Regions from separate parts of the Columba livia genome. Here region 2 is linked to region 1. Evidence: chromatin contacts called from public Hi-C data. All regions are on one chromosome and are shown on one strand. Each heading gives the region's core, a stretch centred on a gene start, on an enhancer-like site or on the middle of the called end of the contact. The rest is flanking DNA. Distances are from core to core; before and after follow the strand shown. Region 1 overlaps ANKRD40 (ankyrin repeat domain 40). Region 2 holds the start of CACNA1G (calcium voltage-gated channel subunit alpha1 G).

Region 1 (2,700 bases), core at 135-2,634:
GCTTAATGCAAAGCAAGTATTGGTGAAACTGTTAATGCAACACTTTTCCTTAGAAAAATCTTGAAATACTGTAGAGTTAACAGCTCTCAGGGAAAAGCTTACCTTAAACTGTTCTAATAGTTTGTTTGCTATAAAATAGCAGAGGTACCCAGGCTAAAGAACCTGCCGTGAAACCCATTTAATATTTGTACTGAGTCCATTACCATTAATGTTCACTTTTTAGATCACATATTTTAAATCATATTTTGTTTAGAAGGAAAACAACCAGAAGGGTTTAAATCTCTAGAAGAAGCACAAAACCATCTCTAGTTTAAATACTAACAAGTGACTTATTACCTGTGATTTCTTAATCCCTGTTTACCCTTTTCCCTATTTCTCAGGTGAAAACAAAAAGTGACAGTAATTATCCAAATCATAAATATGCTCTCAACCAAAATCCCTTTTATTGTTGTCTGTCAATATATTGACGTGTGCAATTGAAAATACTATTTTTGTTACTGTATTGAAAACACATTTCGCCAACGCTGCTTTAATTTCCCCTTTTAAAAGCACAAAAATGGTAATTTTAGTGTCCTTTTCTCTCTACATTCCTGAGAAAAATTGCATCTTGAAACTTTAAAGTTGCCTGTGTAAAAAAATTAACTAGTGAAATGCCCGGGGTTGTCTGGGCTGATATTAAATCTTGATGTTCCTATGCAATGTATTTCCTTTTTTGTCCAATGCCTTGTGTTTACCTGCGTTGCTGTCTGAAAAAACAACACTTTTCCTGTGACTTAAAATTCAGAATTAGACTACTTTGCTATGAAATTCTGAAACAAATAAATTGATAAGTATTTAAAGAGCTGGATTTTATCTAATTTTTAAGGATTTTACTCAGAGTAAGACAAAGGGAGAATTCTATTCTGGGAAACTGTAGAAGCATGTAGCATGAATTAGATGAACAAACTTCAGTACCAGATACAACAGGAAAACAGAACATGCTGAACCAGAGTGAATTTCCCACTTTTTCTGTCTTCTCACTCCCTTCTCCCCGGTTTCTTTGGAAACTACAGCACCCAAAGGATTGCACTGTCTTGCTGCCTAAGAACTGACAGCCCGAGTTAGCGGTACCTTGCATGCAAACCTGTAAATGGATTTATATGAGCAGCGTGCTGAGCAGGGAGCCACTCAAACTGTTCCAGCACACGAGAGGGAGCCCTCTCCCCATCCACCTCGTTTTGTCCATGCAAACACCCGAATTTCCTGCGTGCCACTCAACTAGACCGAAGCTCGGTCTCCTAAGGCTGTAGTAGAGCATTTAGTCACAACACAATATCCTTTTCTGCAAAGTGCTGGAGGTCAAACGTGGTCCGAGTCACTGGCAATAGCTATTTTTATACTGAATCGCTGGTGGTGTATTAACTTCTGTGTAACGCAGTAATAAAACTGTTGTTCCTCGTGTTGCACTTTGGCCGTTGTGTTCCCTGGCACAAACACCGCCTAAATCCAGGGACGTACCAGGCTTAACCAGTCAGACCTAGTGGAGAAAAAGCTCAGCTCTTGGGTTGACGTCTTCCTTGTTACACCGATTATCTTGCACCGATTATCGCTGTCTATGCATTCAGAGGAATATTTTTATACCTTAACACAGTTTATACTCAGAAAATACTGTTAACACTCCTAAGTCTGATTGATGTATAATCATTACATTACTGCGTATGACAAATAATTCATTACTTTGTGCTCCGCTGTATGAAATCTTAATGTTGAATGAATGCTTGGCTGCAGGTTCTTGTTTCTATTTAAGAAGTGTCATTTGTAATAATTAATAAATGATTATTTTTGCCTTCTCAAAGTTTTTCTGAACTTTACTTATGGAAAAATATAGGGACGTTTTCTTGCTTGGTGGAAGAAGCGAACAACTGAAGCGGAAGATGTCTTAGATTCTAGCAGCAAATACTGTTTAGACATGGTACTCCCTTTATCTGAGGCGGCTTTTTATCAATGATAAGGGAGATATTTATTTCTGCAATACAAATCACATATTATCTCAGGTGATTAAGTGTTGAATGAGATAAATTATATACACATCTGCTCAGCTTAAATGAAGACTTACTCATAGTGACTTCATCCGTAAGACAGATAGAGTGAAATTATAACACTTCTGTGCCAATCATGTCCCTGCAGGCTTATGTGGAGCCTCCCAAATTAGTAGAAATTGTGTAGTTAATGATTTATATTAAGCCATCTGTAGGTTTAGTTTTAAATACACGTTACTTGCAATTCTTAGGCTGAAGAGGAATTATATAAGGCTGAAGTTGCCCTGGGCAGGGATACCCCAGGTCCCACAACCACATCATTTCTCTATTTTTCAGCTGAGTCACCGCTTCACTGGGCTTGTATTTCCACTTCAAAACCAGTGAGTCCTTATGCAGAAAACACAAACCAGTTATGTTTTGTACCATTAATATAATTTACTAATTCTAAACCCAAATACAGTACATATTGCTTTGTGATACATACATTTTCTTGGCAAAATGCTTGGCATTCTTTGGGAAAAAAAAGCATATAATAAAATACTTTATGTGTATAGAAAATATTTAAAAATATAAAATTCACTTTCTGGTCCTTGTCATAGTGAAATACTTTGTTCACATATCACAAGTTTAGTCTACTACAAAAACTGTTTTGTAAATTACAGTACATTCACAAGTCACTTTT
Region 2 (2,700 bases), core at 150-2,649, 200 kb after region 1:
CATCTTGCCCCGACCCCTCCAAGCAAGGAGCATCTCCCAGGGGACTGCAGAGAGCCCGGCCTCACACGCTCTGAATTATTTAGGTACTTCGGAGCCGGGCAGCAAACCAACCCCCTGAGCCCCACTACCTCTCCCCAGATTGCACCCAGCTTAAAACCCTCGGGGTAGGGACCAAAGAGCCTAAAACTGACGAGAAACGGGGCCAGGGAGGAAGAACCGTCGTGCAAGGTGGGGGGAGACTGGGGTTACGATCCCTCGGTGCGCCGGGGAAAGCTGGGATACCGGACGCCGATCCCCGGGGGAGGAAAGGTCGCCCAGGGCTCCCGCCGCTACTCCCCATGGAGCGGTGCGACGGAGCCCGCGGGAGCCGGGACATCGTGGCGGGGCGGCCGGGGGAGGGGAGCCCCAAACCCCCCCAGCCCTGCACCCCGCCAGGGAGCACCGAGCCCCCTGCAACAGTCCGCAAAACTTCCCGGCCGGACAACGGGGAGGGGGCAAGCATCGCCTGGATTCCCCCCCTTACCCCGGGGACGGAGGATGATGGGTCCACCAAATAGCAGTTCCTTCCCCATCATCCGGCGGGCTCCAGCCGGGAGATGCTCCCCGCCCTGCCCGCCACTCTGAGGATGGGGGGTGGGGGGGACCGCAGGGCTTACCTCGCCGCTGAGCACCTGCAAAGGATACGGGTTACAGACCAGCCGGAGGCACCAGCTCCGCGGCCGGCTCTCCTGGCTCAGGTAGAAGAAGACAACGGGGGCCAGCGCCGGGTAGGGAAGCGCCTCCGCCTCCGAGTCGCCGCTGCCCGCCTCCCTGTCCCCCGGCCCCGGGCGGCCCCCGGCCCCGGACAGGTCATTAAGGCGGATGAAAGTCTTGGCTTTGCCCGGCTCCGGCTCTTCCTCGGCCGCTCGCGGTCCATCCTCGTCCATCCTCCGGCCGGCGGCCCCGGGGGAAGCCGGGGCGACGCGGGGAGAGCCGGTGGGGCGCCTAGAGGGGCGCGGCCATGGCGGGGCCGGGGGGCTGGGGGTTGCGGCGGGCCGACTTCAGCGCCGGGGTGGCATGGCCGGGCCAGCCGCTGCCTCGCCCCCCACCGGGGCCGGGGCCGGGCCGCCCCCCTCGCCCTGCCCTGCCGTCTGCGGGCTCCGTAGCTCCTCCTCGCCGTGCCTCCGGGGGCCCGAGCCGGGCACGCTGCAGGCAGGGAGGCGGCGGGGCGGCCCCCGCTGCCGGTGCTGGCCTCCACCCGTGGGGCGGGCAGCCTTAGCAGCTTTGCCTGCCCCCTCCGCGCCCCAACATCTGCCCGGGGCGGGGGAGTGCTGCCCGGCGCCCCGGGGACGGCCGGCGGAGGATGCTCCCGCGGGCGGCCGAGCCGAGCGCTCCGCACAGCTGGATCCCTCACTCCAACTTCAAGTCCCGGCTCCTCCTCCCCCCGCCACCAATAGGAAAGCTTCCCCGGCCCCTCCACGCCTCCCCATTGGCTGCCGCGGGTGTCCGTCCGGGCAGCACAGCTGGACGGGCAGACAGGGTTCCCCGGCGGGGCTGGACGGGGCGCACCCGCCCGGCGCTGCCCAGCTGGGGGTCGGGCCCGGTCACCCCCCTGCCAGTGGTAGGCAGGAAGCGGAGCAGGGGGATCTGCAGGGCCGAGCGCTGGAGGCGGGGGTGAGGGGGAACCCTGCCCTGCGCTAGACGGAGGCTGACCCGGGTGGGACACACTGCAGCACCGGCAGAGGGGGATGCCGATGAGCGGCAAGGCGAGGGGGAGATGGGCCAGGGGGAGGACATGATGAAGCAGGGGGAAGCCTCGCCCCGCTGCAGGGCACCGGGCGGCTTCCCCCCGCCGTGTCCCCCACCGCTTGCGAACGGAGACAGTGCCGCCGGGCTCGGAGCATCTGGGTCACCGCTGTGTGTCCCCTCCGGCTCCCCGCGGGGTACCACCCCGTCCAGAATAGGTGGCCCCTAGGCTGGGGAGGGACACGATTCCGGCCAGCAGCTCCCAGAGGAACCGAGCCTCTAGCGGGAAGGCGCCCGCCACCCCCAGCCGCGGGAGCAGCGGGTACCCCCAGTCCGGTCTCCCCTGCTCAGAGGACGCGGCCGGAGCTCCCTCTGCCGGTGCGACTCCCGACCACAACGGGAGATGGCCCCGACGGCGGGAACCGCGCCGCAAGCATCCCCCGGGGGCGCAGACACGGCCCCGAGCGAGAGACACGCCACGGTGGGTGCTCCCGGCCACGGCGCAAGCCAGAAACCTTCTTTCATCAGGGCCGGGGTAAAGTATTTTCTGCAGGCAACACTCTTCCCGAGTGCAGACATCCCCCCAGCTGAACCAAGGCAACATTTGTAATCCTTAAAATTTCTTTAGAAATTGCTTTCTCACCTTTCCCTAGTAGCCCTTTACATCATGTGTATCTGAGCACCCAAGAGCTCCAGCTATCTCAAAACCACCTGCGAGAGCAATAGGAAGATGCTCTTGTCTGACCCAAAGTGCCTTCTCTTTGCTGAACCCTGCTGGCCTGGGAGCGCACATGATCTTGGATTCACAGCCTGTGCTGTCCAGCCCAAGACAAATCACATGGCTGTTGGCAAAACCTCAAGGCCAGCTGGACTCTGCTGCAGAACTGCAAGAGACAGTGTCCAGGCAGAAGAGGAGATGCAAACCCCCTAGCCCCACCATGCATTGCTAGGAGATCCTCCTGCAAGCCCATGGGG

What was found. A called contact is a pair of places that touch in the nucleus more often than the background predicts.
Region 2: a Hi-C map of crop shows a contact between it and region 1, with 3 times the contacts expected there. The contact joins the promoter of CACNA1G here to the enhancer-like site in region 1. A contact is called at or near these places in 2 of 2 Hi-C or Micro-C datasets (crop and liver).

What each region holds. Positions count from the first base shown.
Region 1 is chr18:8,471,072-8,473,771 of bColLiv1.pat.W.v2, forward strand. ANKRD40 (ankyrin repeat domain 40) reads left to right here. Exons shown (of 5, transcript XM_065034825.1): 5 at 1-1,834. ABCC3 (ATP binding cassette subfamily C member 3) reads right to left here. Exons shown (of 31, transcript XR_010467046.1): 31 at 2,434-2,700. Among named protein-coding and RNA genes, the nearest start is that of ANKRD40, 7.0 kb to the left of the region's middle. Within about 2 kb of position 1,385, at least 1 of the 3 cell types and tissues checked has an H3K27ac peak away from gene starts, as active enhancers do.
Region 2 is chr18:8,668,504-8,671,203 of bColLiv1.pat.W.v2, forward strand. CACNA1G (calcium voltage-gated channel subunit alpha1 G) reads right to left here and starts at 1,400. Exons shown (of 39, transcript XM_065034840.1): 1 at 685-1,400. The coding sequence starts at 926.